2 separate regions of the Zea mays genome follow, and region 2 is linked to region 1. The links are chromatin contacts, called in public Hi-C maps. All regions are on one chromosome and are shown on one strand. Each heading gives the region's core, a stretch centred on a gene start, on an enhancer-like site or on the middle of the called end of the contact. The rest is flanking DNA. Distances are from core to core; before and after follow the strand shown. Region 1 holds the start of LOC100192734. Region 2 has its middle 4.9 kb from the start of LOC103627288.

What was found. Hi-C and Micro-C count contacts between places; a contact is called where the count stands out from the background.
Region 2: a Hi-C map of ear shows a contact between it and region 1, with 5 times the contacts expected there. The contact joins the enhancer-like site here to the promoter of LOC100192734 in region 1. A contact is called at or near these places in 2 of 25 Hi-C or Micro-C datasets (ear and leaf).

The regions. Positions count from the first base shown.
Region 1 is chr5:176,355,156-176,362,916 of Zm-B73-REFERENCE-NAM-5.0, reverse strand. LOC100192734 reads right to left here and starts at 4,522. Exons shown (of 10, transcript NM_001137933.1): 1 at 4,284-4,522; 2 at 3,847-3,891; 3 at 3,637-3,716; 4 at 3,468-3,542; 5 at 2,779-2,882; 6 at 2,540-2,696; 7 at 2,321-2,408; 8 at 1,787-1,859; 9 at 1,584-1,714; 10 at 820-1,190. The coding sequence starts at 4,375. The coding sequence ends at 1,121. LOC100382300 reads left to right here and starts at 4,620. Exons shown (of 1, transcript NM_001175049.2): 1 at 4,620-7,558. The coding sequence starts at 4,666. The coding sequence ends at 6,516.
Region 2 is chr5:176,535,911-176,543,671 of Zm-B73-REFERENCE-NAM-5.0, reverse strand. No RefSeq gene overlaps it. Among protein-coding and RNA genes, the nearest start is that of LOC103627288, 4.9 kb to the left of the region's middle. Within about 2 kb of position 4,396, at least 16 of the 20 cell types and tissues checked have an H3K27ac peak or open chromatin away from gene starts, as enhancers often do. A contact at or near this core is called in ear and leaf, where this site is marked.

The DNA of each region.
Region 1 (7,761 bases), core at 3,273-5,772:
GAAATTAAGGTGGTTCCAAACACTATTAACCAGTTTTTTTATAAACCTGTTCCTAAAAATTGGATTCTAAAAACTAGGTCACTTCCAAATAGAACTTTAGTTACTCAATTGCTAGTACTTACAAGAATCTAAGATTGGATCACGGCAATCTAAACAACGACAATTTGCCAGTTAGCCTAAAAGATACTCCTTCCGTAATTTTGTTTTTGGGTTAGTTTTTCGGATTTTTTGTCCAACCCTAGTTAGCCTAAAAGATACTCCTTCCGTAATTTTTTTAGATCTTGATATTAGGTCTCCTAACTTGGCATGCTATATGCCATGGATCCTCGAACTTGGTATTAAGTCTTTAAACTTGACATGCTATATTACAGGAAAAAAATTGTTGCAGCCCGACTGCAAACCAGGCTATTTGCAGCCCCTCACAAAAAAGAGAATAAGCCCTAAACTTAGCATTTAGTGTCATGGACCCCTAAACTTTTATTAGTACGTTACATCATGGCACGTCATATCAACATCCAATTTAAGCTAACCTAATTTTGAATGTTGACAAAGTTCAAAATTCTGTTTTTTTTTCTAAAAATTCTAGAACTCAAATGATACATAATACCAACTTCGAGGACCATTGACACGTTTTACTCAAAATATTTATATTTTTTCTATAAGTTTCTTTGACTTCTAAGAACAAGATTTATATTTTTATATTTTTTTATAGAGGAAGTTCCCCTAAAAGGCTAAGCCTATTCGTTTGGCTTTAATTCATACCGGTTTCTACCGCTTCTAAAGATTACAACTGCAGTAGTCCAAACACTACAATGTTTTGTCTCTAAAGATTATAGCTGCAGCAGTTCAAACAAGCAGTCGAACAGTTAGGTTGAAGCGAACAAACAAAACAGGACATGACCGGTTGGTCACCGGTGACAAGTGCATTTTTTTACTGCCCAAAGGGTACTCCCAGAAGATCAGGCAACTACAGCAATCAGCTTCAGTAAACACCTACAACTGAGCTACATGAATTTAGACAGGTTTCACATCGTTCTGGCAACCGAAGTTCAACGTGCCACACTGTCGTGGTTCACCCGTAGTGCTACCAAAGTGGGGGTGCGGGACGGCACCGCCAGCCTCATTGCATCCTGCTTGTCAGTTGCGCAAACTCATCATCTTTCATGTACTTCTCCTGCACTTCCGCTGTTGTATCCACACGTCAAGGAAAGAAAGACAATTTGCAAGATATTGGTGCAACAGCATATATTCTAAGGCATACCACATACGTAACAGAGAAATATTACTCCAGATTTCACAACTCGACTTAGCAATAGTAAGCTGGTGATAAAACAACATACTTGGCTGCAATTTCGCGTGGTTTGGCTTGCGATCTATTCACCACATGCTTGCTGCAAAATTTAATGGCATGCAGATGCATCATCTGCAAAGAAAGTCTAATGCTTACTCCATATTGTCAGTATATTATACCTGTGAATGCAAGTGGTTTGATAGTGTGCATCTGGGACATTGAAGATAACATAAAAATTACAGGCGGCAAAAGACTTCTTCGCAAAAATTATTAAAGAACAAGTATAGGATATCTGTAGTAGTCCCAATCAAGAGGCGCCGCTGCAATTTTGCTGAACTCAACAGCACTACTGTCAATAGAAGAAAATATATATCCGTTGCTCTTGTCAATCAGCTTCACAAGATTGCCAACACTTTCCTTGTCCTAGAGGCCACAAAAGCTTGTAAGAACTAAGACAATGAGAAATTAGATTTTAATAGTCTTTCAAATACAGACCTGGATGTCCAAAGTTGAAAAATTGACTAAACCAAAATCATCAATCACATCACAGAGCTCCTTAGTCAGTTTCCTGTTAGCAGGTTCACTAAAAAAGGTTATAAATGGGGCACTATAAAGGTTTCACATTGAAAGCGGATAATAGAAATCTTAGCATATGACCAACTACATTGACATACATCACTGCAATGAGTGAAGAATTATCCACTAGCAACCTAGATTTCCACATTTGCTCACATATCCTCACCCAGTTCTAGATTTCCGCCTTTCCTCAAATTAAACTCAGTAAATCTCCTGTGGAACAGGGTTACTGCAAGTATGCAAGATTTTTATCTAGGTACGTTGCAGATAAACCTGAACTCACAAGGGAGCAAGAAACTAGAAAGTGGGCACTGCATGTCTGCGTTTGGTTCAGTATTTGGTCAAGTGAATTGGAAACATATTAACAATTCATGTAAATTCATCAAGTTCAAATTTTGAGCAAAGTACACATACTCCTAGCTGTTGCTGTAACGATTGTGTTCAGAAATTCACCTGTACTTGGCTGAGCGGGGATCCTGCTCAAGATGATATTGCAAATAAGAAAGATCTTGGACATCAGTGTAGAAGTCAAGGTTGAATGCTGCCAATCAAGAAGATGAATAGATACTACAGTAAATACATAGGAGTATTGATCAATAGAATATGGTGTGAACATCCAATTCCATGAACAATAAATGCTCAAATGACAGGAAGATTGAAGGTTCCAAATACCTAAATTTCCATAGTTCTCAATGAGGTCAATCTTTGACAAGACATTGATATGTGGCAATTCCAAGTGTAGCATCGTTGATAGTGAAAGAAGCAAAGCACTGACATACTTTCCAGGATCACAGCATAAATGGGCATCAATAAGGTGAACAGCAGTAAGCTGTAGAATACAGGAAAAAACATTGAACAATCTAGTTCATTAGCATTAGAATGATATAAATAGGACAAAGAGCACACTCTACCCTCAAGTCCATCTTTTTGATGAGTTTATTAATAACACTTCTGGCATTTGAGTGAAGGAAGAACAATTCCACTTGACCAGGAAAATCAAATAACAGATAGTGATCTGCAGAAATGTTAAGTTTGGCTGTCAATAATAACAGGTGAAAGAAGTACAATTTGAGCAGTATGACTGTTTACAATGTTCAGTGCTTGCCTACTACGAGTCTATAACTTTGAACACTATGAAATAGCACAAGAAACAGCAGAAATACTTTTAAACAAACTGAGGTGCAATCCTCAGGATAACAGAATAGGGTTTATAAAAAGCTAATTCTAATTCCAGTTGGATGATTAGTCTACTAGTATATAATTGGTTCTGTCCAAGCACATAGAAAGACCTGTGTAAAATAACAAATTTATCGATATTAGCAATTTGAAGGACAGGCCTAGCACAGAAGTGAGAAGCCTTCCAACTGAGCCAAAGGTCTCGGGATTGACTTAGCGTCTCTGCAAAACTGCAGGGGTAAAGCTTGCCTCAGTTATTCCTTCCCTAGACCCCACTCATACGGGAGCCACAACACTGGGTCTGTCATTTATTAGCAATTTATAATTTTCCCATCAGATGCTCTGCCCTTTTGGGATATGACCATTGTTACAGATATTGCCACTGCAGATATGTGCATACTTCAGAGAGGTAATCGTTACTCACCTTCAATAAAAGGCTTCAGTTTTTCTTCAAGCCAATCAATATTCTTCTCCAAGTAATCCATGCAATACACAAGCCCTGACACAGGTTTTAACACCACAGAGAAAGAAAGTCATATTATTAGAACAAAAGCAAGTAGGTTACTGAATATCAATGGAGGACCAGGAGCAACCTCCATTAGGGCCAAGCGAATGCTCAGACATGACATCACTGAGTTTTATGAGGTCCTCGATGTTTATGGCACACTCATATCTATTTATTACAATCAAGGAAAAAGTTCAATTGTGACAAGAGAACATCAAGGAGAGAGTACGTTTTTTTTTTTGATAGGGAGAGAGTGAGTACAGAGGAAAAAATGTGGTGCTCAAAGAGTCAAGGATACGGCAATGCGTCATTTGCAGGGTCCAAATTGACAACCGCAACTTTCCTGCCACAAGGAAAACACATAAAGAAGCCATCCGTGTGAGCAAATTATCAACTTCAGCTTTAGTCCAACCAAAACAAAGCCAAGGGTGAAGTTTAAACTCTCGGCACAACTTCTGCTACAAGCAATATGGTATCAGCTAACATTCTCGATCAACCTTAGCAGAGGAAGGTATTCCACTTACCCTAATCGAATCACGCAGCGGGTCAAGTCAAGGTCAAGCGTATTCCACTTACCTAGAGTCCTAGATCAGCTTGTGAGGGGCAACCGAAGCAACTACTAATCGAATCACGGCATCACGCAGCGGGTCAAATCAAGGTCAAGCGTGTTCGACTTAACTAGAGCAGCTTGAGGGGCAGCCAAAGCAACGGTGAGGAACTAAACGGCGTACTTACCTGCCGAGGAGGGAGAGGAACTGCGACATGCCGTTGCAGTAGGTGGTCTTGCCGGAGCCCGGCGGGCCGATCACCACCTGACCGAACACCATCCTCTACCCCTCCTCTGCTCCGACTACGGGTTTCTCAATCGTCACTGACCTATCTATCCACGGCCGCGGGCACGAATAGGGCTTTCGCCGTATATGGCCGCGGCAGCGCGGCGGCGGGGGCGAGCGAAGGATGGTTCTGGAATGGAATTCCGTTCTGCAATTGCAATTCGCAACAACTCGAACGCTGCTGAGCTTGTTCGCCTTCACATACCCACTTGGCCCGCTTGATTGGCCCAAAGGCCCGCTATCATACACGGCCCAGTAAATAGCTTCAGCGTCTGTGAGCGCATATGCTGCCGTCGAGTCGGGAACGCATGCGCCGCCTTCTCCCGCCGCTCGCTGTCCACCCGCCGCCATGCCTCCCAGCACCTCCTCCAACCGCCGGCGGCGGAAGCGCCCTCGCCATCCCGGAGTTGATTCCTCTCCTGGAACGGGCCATCTCAATGGGGGACGTGCTCCATCTCGGCCGCGCGGTGCACGCGCACCTCGTCAAGACGGCGCTCACCAGCCATACGCTCCTATCAAATCGTCTCGTCGCGCTCTACTCCTCGCTCCCGTCGCCGGCCGCTGCCGTCAAGGCCTTCTACGACCTTCCACACAAGAACGCGCACTCCTACAACACGCTTCTCGCTGCGCTCTTGCGCAGGCCGGACACCCTCCCCGACGCCTTCCGCCTGTTCGACACAATGCCGGCCGACTCACGCAACCTCGTCTCCTACAACACCCTCATGTCGTCCCTTGCGCACCACGGCCGGCAGGTGGAGGCGCTCCGCGTCGTTGCCCGGCTGGCCAGGGACAGGTTCTTGGGGCCAGGTTTAGCCATGGATCGGTTCACGGTGGTCAGCGTGGCGACTGCATGTGCGGGAATCGGAGCTGCGAGGCCGCTGCGGGAAATGCACGGTGCGGTAGTGGTATCAGGGATGGAGTTCACCGTCATCATGGCCAATGCCATGTTGAACGCCTACAGCAAGGCTCGGAGGGTGGAAGATGCGAGGCATTTGTTCGATCAGGTCAGCATCCGAGACAATGTCACTTGGACGTCGATGATTTCTGGGTACTGCCAAGTGAAGAAGCTCCATGAGGCAGTGCAGGTGTTCGATATGATGCCAGATAAGGATAGGATTGCATGGACAGCGCTGATATCTGGGCATGAGCAGAATGGAGAGGAGGACACCGCTCTTGAGCTTTTCGAACAGATGCTGGCCAAGGGAGTATCACCAACGCCTTTTGTCTTGGTGTCAGCTTTGGGTGCATGTGCCAAACTTGGACTTGTCACACGTGGGAAGGAATTGCACTGCTTCATCTTACGCCGGAACATTGGCTCTGTCCCTTTCAACATTTTCATCCACAATGCACTCGTTGACATGTACTCTAAGTGTGGAGACATGATGGCTGCGATGGCAGTATTTGACTGGATGCCTGAGAGGGACTTTATCTCTTGGAACTCAATGGTCACGGGGTTCTCACATAATGGCCTCGGAAAGCAGTCACTTGCTATTTTTGAGGAGATGCTGGTAGCTGGAGTTCGTCCAACTCATGTCACTTTCCTCGCTGTCCTCACGGCCTGCAGCCATTCTGGTCTAGTATCTAATGGACGACTCGTTCTTGAATCAATGGAGGACCATGGTGTTGAACCAAGGGCTGAACACTATGCTGCCTTCATTGATGCTCTTGGTCGGAATCACCAGCTGGAAGAAGCGACTGAGTTCATCAAAGATTTGCCATCCAGGATTGGTCCTGGTACAGCTGGATCCTGGGGAGCTCTCCTAGGTGCATGTCGCCTTCATGGAAATATCGAGCTTGCAGAAGAAGTGGCAGAGTTTCTCTTCAGGTTAGAGCCTGGGAACAGTGGTCGGTATGTCATGATGTCAAACATCTATGCAGCTGCAGGACAGTGGGATGATGCACGTCGAGTCAGGGGGCTCATGAAGGAGAAGGGCCTTAAGAAGGATCAGGCTTACAGTTGGATTGAGGTGCGGAGTGCAAAGCATGTATTCGTTGCTGATGACATCTCTCATTGCGAGGCAGACAAGATATATGAGATGTTGGGGAAGCTTCTCGACCATATGAGCGTAGCAGAGGATCCTACTGAACACCAGCTTAATTTTTGTTTAGACTTGAGTGGAACTGCCCATGTATAAAAGCATTGCTCTTGTATTGCTGGCACACTGCTATGGTGATGGTAGGCGAGGTTCGCTCCCTTGCCACCAGCATCCTCGTGGCACTCTGTTAAGCTTTGTGAGACTGCAAAATAGCTCGAGCCAAGGGCTTCTGTTCGTGCAGAGTTTTCAATCTCCAGTTTGAGAGCTCAAGTGCTCAACGAGGTTTACCCAGAGAATCATCTGCAGTTGATTCAACGTTCCAAGTCTTGGGTCATGGTGTAATCTGTCAGGCTTCAATCACAGCAGAAGTTGCAAGAGTTTGATCCAATCCAGTTTGAGTTCCTTGAGTTCACAATCCAATATTCATGTGCCCTGTGCTGTCAGCTGATCTTTCCCTTTTCATAAAAAAAGATTGTTTCCTGAGAATGGTAATTCTACGTTAGAAGGTTCAGAGATTCTGATTTAGTTTAAATTGTATATGGTACCTGTTGGGGCTCTGACTTTGGATAAACACAGTCCCCGGGGAGTTGAAGAACAATTATCTACTCTTTACTTGATATACATTTTCAGGAGTATCTTCGCTCAAAAAAGAAACAAATAATATGGCGAAGGCGAATGGTTACTTCACCTGAACACGAAGACTCAAAGCAGAGATTGAAGTCAAATCTTCCTCTTTGTCGGTGATCAAGCGAAGCCACAAGATATACTTCGCCGAGAAGCGAAGTCAAAATTGAACGAAGTTAGATTAGTCCACTCCAAGGCATGATGCTTCTCTGACCAAGATTATCTTAGTTGATGATCAAGTGAACCAACAATTGTCGATGTTTCGAGTGAGTGTCTGACTAGTAAACTTGTGCTACACGTTTTAAGGCCGAGATGGTGTGCAAGTAGGACACAAGGATTATACTGGTTTGAACGAAATGTCACTACTACAGTCTTGTTAGCTTATGCTAGCGGCACTATATTGCTTGTAGTAGGAGTTACAAGCTGGGCAGTAGGAGTTACAAGCTGGACGAGAGAGGGAAAAACTCGTAAGTCTCTGATGCGAGTGTGTGTGTTCATGTGTTGCCTCGTGTTCTCCTATCCTTGTGTTGGTCCCCAACCCTCCCCTTTATGCTAAGGCATTAGTTACATTTGTCCCTGAAAGAGAAAAAAAATCCTCGGACGGAGAGGGAAAGATCGTCCTTTTCTGGTATTATATTAAGAAGAGACCGAAAAAACCCCGAACCTAGGCCTCCCATCACTAACAACTGTCTACTGCAACGACCCAACCAGAGGGTGGTG
Region 2 (7,761 bases), core at 3,147-5,646, 180 kb before region 1:
TAAAGTTTTTTGGCACTGCTGCTGCTCTCAGCAGGAAAATAAAACTTGAAGTGCTACCAAGTGGACTGGTTTAGGGACAAAGGGATTCTGCTGCATCATATTAGTAGGAAACAGAGGCTGTACCAAAAGGGAGGGTGTCAAGCTCAGAGAGTCAGGATTCATGACTAACCATCATGTATATTGTATTTGGAACTTTAGAGAAAATTAAATCCCATGCTGAAGAGGCTGCCCAAAAGGATCGGGAAGAAAAACTTGCAGAGACACGGAAAAACCGGCTACACATCACTGTGCAAGGAAATAAGGCAGAATTCATCCAGCATGCTGAAGCGAAGCAGAGGTGCACTTCAGGCTATTCTTATCATCTGTTCTTTTCCAGGTAAGAAGCTGTGCTCTGTTAACTGAAGTTTTTGGCTGTTCCATTTATTGCCGAATGGTTTAGGGACAAAGGGCATTTTATCAAATCCCAAGTAACAGCTGCCACAGGTTTTAGCCATTACTAATCAGCCCTTCTGTCTCTCGATGCTAAATATATTTTGTTTGCTTTTGATTCTATGCTGTCCGTGTTCTTAGTTGGCATATGGTATGGAATAAGCTACATAACTGGATATCTGTTTTTTTTGCTACCAAGTGGACTGGTTTAGGGACAAAGGGATTCTGCTGCGTCCTATTAGTAGGAAACAGAGGCTGTACCAAAAGGGAGGGTGTCAAGCTCAGAGAGTCAGGATTCATGACTAACCATCATGTATATTGTATTTGGAACTTTAGAGAAAATTAAATCCCATGCTGAAGAGGCTGCCCAAAAGGATCGGGAAGAAAAACTTGCAGAGACACGAAAAAACCGGCTACACATCACTGTGCAAGGAAATAAGGCAGAATTCATCCAGCATGCTGAAGCGAAGCAGAGGTGCACTTCAGGCTATTCTTATCATCTGTTCTTTTCCAGGTAAGAAGCTGTGCTCTGTTAACTGAAGTTTTTGGCTGTTCCATTTATTGTCGAATGGTTTAGGGACAAAGGGCATTTTATCAAATCCCAAGTAACAGCTGCCACAGGTTTTAGCCATTACTAATCTGAAGTTTTTGGCTGTTCCATTTATTGCCGAATGGTTTAGGGACAAAGGGCATTTTATCAAATCCCAAGTAACAGCTGCCACAGGTTTTAGCCATTACTAATCAGCCCTTCTGTCTCTCGATGCTAAATATATTTTGTTTGCTTTTGATTCTATGTTGTCCGTGTTCTTAGTTGGCATATGGTATTGAATAAGCTACATAACTGGATATCTGTTTTTTTACAACAACTTATTGAGTTGCTGCGCCTAAATGCCAGAAAATACAAGCACAAGAAGCACATTCGAGTTTGTTAATGCCCTCTTAACTAAGAACTGAAAACAAAGTTTGAAACCGACATCTTATCTGATCGCAAAACATAAAATTGCAGCTGGCAGATATGCCATTCTCCTCTGTTAACTAAAGTTTTTGGGTGTTCCATTTGTTGCCGAATGGTTTAGGGACAAAGGGCATTCTATCAAGTCCCAAGTAGCAGCTGGTACAGGTAACATAGAACTAATCATTGTGTATCTTGGAGTTCTTTCTGAAAATCTAGGGAAGCATGTAATGCAGCTTTTGGCATCATCTATTAACGAATTAACAGTAAAGTTTCTATAGTTGTCCAAAATACATAGCACTGCATCCCTCTCAAGCCGCATGACCTGCTATTGTACAAGAACATACATGTCCTTGCACATACCTTACAACCTTGGGTATTTAAATTCTAAAGGAATGTCCCCTAGAAAAGAAGGTCCCGTACTCATTCTAAGTGTGACATGAATTTATCTGCGCTAGGGACGCGGATTAACAAATCTGGAAGGAGAACGCATGGCATACCTTGAATGAGGCACCCGCGACCGAAGCAATATTAGTATTCCTCCCTCTACGGCAGAGGGCCAAGCTCCTTTTCCTTTGGATCCTCCAGGGACGGGGGTTTGGGAAGTTAGGGGAAAGAGGATGTTGGCATGCGGGGATATGATCAATGTAAGGCGTAGTGAGTAGGATTAGGGAGTTTGTCCCGCCTCAATGGACGCCGCAACGGATTTGAGGTGGCTGCAGTGGCGCACGACGGGATTTGCGGGATTGCGCGCGTGCTGGCGTTAGGGCGGGTGTTAGGGTGGTTCGCCAAGGGCCGCGGCTTGGTTTGAGGCGTGTGGCAATGGTCGGCGCGAGCGGTTCGCGGCGTGCGAGCGGCTTTCGCGGCGGTCTCGGCGGGCTTGCGGCGCGGCGTGGGGATGGTGGTAGGGCGGCATCGCAGATTTCGCGGCGGACTGAGGCGGGACTGCGGTATGGTCGGCGCGAGCGGTTCGCGGCGTGCGGAGGTGGGCGGAGGTAGGCGACTGAGGCGGCGAGTTTTCCGGCGCGGCGTGGGGATGGTGGTAGGGCGGCATCGCAGATTTCGCGGCGGACTGAGGCGGGACTGCGGCTTGGGATCGAGGCGTGCGGAGGTGGGCGGAGGTAGGCGACTGAGGCGGCGAGTTTTCCGGCGCGCGCAGTCGTGCGGAGGTGGGCGGTGGTGAGCGGATTTGGGGGCGACGTTTCCGGCGCGCGCAGGCGTGCGGAGGTGGGCGCGGGGTTGTAGGGGGCGGGGGCGGTCTACAGACGGATCTTAATTATTAGTAGAGACTAAGGTCTGTCAAAGCTCACATGACCAGCCAAGGTTTTAAAGTCGGCTAGTCGACTCTAGTCGCCTGAGCACGATAAGGTGACTAATCTTGATTAGTCGTAGATTTGCTCGATTAGTCGAGCCTAGTCGACTCCTAGTCGTCCTATAGTCATCCACCTATAACAGGACCATATGTGTGTATATCAATATATATGAATATATATAGTTGTAGCTGCCTAGCTAGACTGCAAGACTGCATAAACTGTACCAGTGCCACTGCCATCGTTCTAGGGCTGGGGCAACACAGATTCTGGAAATATGACTTCAACATTATTACGTCGCCTCCTATTCTCATATGTAGTGGCACAACAATCAAGTGAAGCACAACTCAAGAGGAGGCCAATGCGGGCACAATACTACTCAGTTAGTGAACAGAGAACACTGAACAACCAAAATATCATAGCAATTACCGTCTGAAGAGGTCCTCATCTCAATCTCTGAATTATAAACAGAGGAGTGGTTGCCTACTCGCCTGTTCAGCCGCTGAAAAGACAACAGAGGAGGACGAGAACGCGTTGGAGGGGGGTCTGCAGACTACAACCACCGCACGATGGAGGGAGTGCAGCTGCTGCTCGAGCAGAGAGCCGCCAAAGCACAACAGGGCGGCAGGAGAGGAGAGCGGCGACGATGGGTAAGGGACGACGACGCTAGAGAAGGGGTGGCTGAGCTGGGGAAGAGCGCACGCGCAATAGTGCGTACCGTATTGGTACAAGCAGGGGCATAGGGCAAAACAACGTTTGTGTTGTGTACAGATGGTGGGCCGACCCACATAATAGAGGTCGGATTAGTGGCCCAAACAGGCATAACTAGTCGACCATAACCCCTAGTCGGACGACTAATCGCGATTAGTCGGCGACTAGGACGACTAATCGCTATCTAGTCGCTCTAGTCGAGTCGGAGACCCTAATCGAGCTCGGACTAGCGATAAGGCCGACTAATCGTGACTAATCGCGATCAGTCGGACGACTTTAAAACCTTGTGACCAGCACAATTTAGAGAATCTAGAGCTTCAATAGGTCTTCGAGAACCAATACCTAGATGGGGATAGTAAATAGTGATGATGGTCATTGTATATGTATTTTGTATGAATGTATAGTACTCAATTAAACATTGAACAGAGAACTGAATATTATTTCTAAGCTAATTGTAATATTTTTTTCTTTTCGACCAAAGGGTTTTAATGTGCATTCACAAAACATCTTAGTTTTATTTTGGTCATATATATTCTATACTTTTTGTTTTTGTATTACTGTTGTATGTATATGGGCCGGTGTGGCACGATAAGGCATTTTGGGCTATTTAGGCCGGCCTGGCACACATAACTAATTATGGGCCATGCCGTGGGCCGATGACAGGGCACACGTGCTGGCACGACACGGTCCATAATTCGATATGTGCTTTTGTGTGTCGTGCCTTTGTGGGCCGTGCTTTTGTGGGCCTGTGCCGTGCCGGGCCAGACCGGCCCATATGCCATATGTATAGGTATACATGAGAGCCGAAATCCGATTGTTTTGCAGGAGGAAAGGTTGCTAGAAAAGAGGCTGGCAGAATTAGTAGGGTTGTAGCCTGTAGGGGTAGGGCATTCTTCTAGTCCAGGCGGACCAGGCCCAGTGTAAATATCTCACTCAACGCGGTCGCGCTCGGCTGCGGCGATGGCCCAACCCGACGATGTCGTTGTGGGCTCTACAGCCCTGGCCGCGACGGTTGGCCGCCTTGCCCCATCCTGCCTTGCTCGCTGACAGGTGGAGCGGGCTGATACACAACCCGTTGTGGTTTTTGCTGGGCCTATTTATTTGACCTACTACTGTACTATTGTTTTGGGTTTTTACATAAAACTGGAATTTTCTGGCTGTTGACTTTTTCTATTGACTTATCTATATTATATATACCACCGTATAATCCATCAATTTAATTTTAATGAGAACTACGTTGTCGCGGTTCACCAGATCCGCTCCCTTCCCCTGTCGGCAGTAGAGACGCGAGAAGTCGTAAAAACATGTTCCATTTCCCAGAAGCACGACAAAGAGCACACGAGACACATGATGTAGGGTTGAGTCTTTAGCCTCTTTCTCTTCTATCTCTGTTATGAGGGGGTGTACAGATTTCTTATATAGAGAGGTGAGACCCCTTAGGGGCAACGTCGATATTTGCCCACATAACCCTAACTAGGGTTACTTAACACTCCCCCTTAGTCGAATACCGCGACCAACACATGTCTCTTTAAAACTCCCAAAAACGCAGTGGCAAAAAATATGGAGAAAGAGTACATGGTGACACAAATTGCATTTGCACTTTGTTGCCTCATTAAAAACCTTATGTGGTAAACTTCAAAAAAAACTCATCAAGGAAAAAGAGTACAACAGCTGACATTAGGACAAATTTCGATCTTCTAGATCTGGATTCTATCGAATATTCTACAAGGGCTAAATTTAGAAATGTGCTCCCCATGATCCTTACAAAACGGTATCAATAAGGCAAAACACCTTCTTCTGGAAGTATATGCACATAAAGATTTAGCAAACGGATTGCATATCCTTGCAAGAACTATTTCAGAAACTTTAGCTCTACTCACTTCTAGGATAAATGAGGTAAGTACATGTATCAACATAAATAAGCAACTTTGATTGATGGTGTTCGATCGACTGGATCTATATATTTGATAGAAACTTCCATAAAGGTTCACATATTAACCATCAAGCTAACGCCTTTAGGGCATAGAATATGGCATTTATTGTCTCACGATTGTGATCAATATAAGCATTCGCTCCCCCTGATGATGACATATGTCAAAGTCGTTATCCCTCATAACTCAAGCATATTCTTCAAAATATATGTCTCATTGTACATCTGGAATAACGAGAATGGATGAGGCTGGGGTGCTACCATTTTTTATCTTACACCGCAATTTAACATAGTTGTTGTTGGGGGCCTTCGTCCTCCGAAGGTCCTCAAAAATGTGATTTAACAATATTTTCCAAATGTGATATGTAAACAGGTACCTTCGGACTCGGGTCAAAAGCATATATAATATGGAAAGCATGATCGGGACGAAGGTCAGTCCTGACGAAGGTCGAGTCAATCCCGAAGCTATGCGCAAGAAAGCTTCGACTAGATGGCGGAAAAAGGAACCGACTTAAAGTGGAAAAGGCTATCTAGTCCTCATATAATTGTATATAAGTTAATAATAAATGTAAAGGGCATGAATATAATTTTTCACAGGCTGTGTTCAGTGCCTATAAATAGATGAACAGTACCCTGTACTGTTCACGCTGACTTGTACTTGCCCGTGCATCACGCTTGTACTTTTACCTTCTGTCAAGCCAAAGGTACATTTGTAATTCAATATTATTTCTATCTTTCCATGATAATATAATAAAGTTGTATTAATGATGTTATATGATTATTCATGTTATCTTTCATGTTTCATATGCTTCGTCTTTCATTAATGTATACTGTGATGATGAAGGTATGTCCTTCATGACCTTCGTTCGAAGATCGTTATATCCTAAGGGAAATAACACTTTGAAGGACGAAGGGCATTAACATTTAACATTTTGTGTTGCCTTGTTCTTAACTCATAGCATTTGAGAACAAGTCCCCAACATTGGCGCCCACCTCCGGTGAACCCTTTTTCGACCACCTTCGGCAAGCACTGACCTTCGTCATGCCACCGAAGAAAGCTTCAGCGCCAGGGGCTGCTGCACTACAGCCACTAGACCCAATTCAGGAAACCCTTTCTCTTCGAGAGGCCCGAAGCCTGAAGAGGAAGGCCACTAGTCCAACACTCCAGGAGGAGGAGTTGGACCAAGAAATCAGAAACATGGAGATAATCCATCAGCAAGTACAAAGGAAGAAGGAGAAGATGGCCTGGCTAGCTGATCTTCAAAGGCAGATCGACGAAGCCACTGAAGAAGTACGCCATCTTGCTCAAGATGAACAAGAACGAAGGCCCAGCACAGGGTGCTTCATCAAGAAGGCTTGTTCAACGACGATGGATGGTATGATGATTTTAATCATGGTACCTTTACTTTTGATGATGCTTCTCCCTTGGCAGCAGAACTGCAGGCTATCCCATGGCCCCCATCATACAAACCACCTTAGCTTCCTATATGATGGGCATTCAGACCCGAAGCAGTTTTTGATGAGTTATGAAGCAACTATATCTTCATATGGAGGCAATGCAGCTGTTGTTGGGGACTTGTTCTCAAATGCTATGAATTAAGAACAAGGCAACATAAAATGTTAAATATTAATGTCCTTCGTCCGCGGAAGCATTATCTCCCCAAGGATTTAATGAGCTTCGGACGAAGGTCACAGACAAAATATCACGAAAGTTATACTTTCGTGATCAAACTTGAAAAACAATATGAAGTAAAATGTGCAACATAAGACATTATAGAAAGACATACCGAAAATGAATAACGATATTTGTATATATTTTATTATGTGAACTTAAATATTGAAACATAACATTTAGGTACATTTATACCTTCGTCTTGGCAGAAAGCAATAATTCCAGCGTAATGTGCCAATGATTACAAGATTGCGTGAACAGTACAGAGGTACTGTTCACCTATTTATAGGCACAGGGGGTGGCCTGTGAGGAATTACAATTATGCCCCTCATAAGGGATTACAACGGTGACTCAAACATATATGGACTAAAAGGTCATTATACTTTTATGTCGGTTTGTAAATTCCGAAGCTTCACTAAGAGGAACCTTCGGTCATCTCATACGAACAGCTTCAGCCGAAAACTGCTTCTTCCTACAAGACCTTCGGCGACGAAGCATAGTCCCAACAGTAGCCCCTTTCGCGGCGCTAGATCGTTTTTCGTAACGAGCTTGATCCGTGAAAAAAGTCTCCTAAGCTTCAGGAAGCCGAAGGTCCAAAAAACACCTTCCCTGAGCTCGTTATCGAGAAACGATTCAGTTTCCCAGCGCATAGCGGTCCCACCTTGCAGAGTTACTGTTTGGTCTCTGCGGTCCACCGCGCAGCGAGTGCAAGCGGCTGTCCGCCTGGTGTAAAAATCCTGGCGCTTCGCCTTCTTAC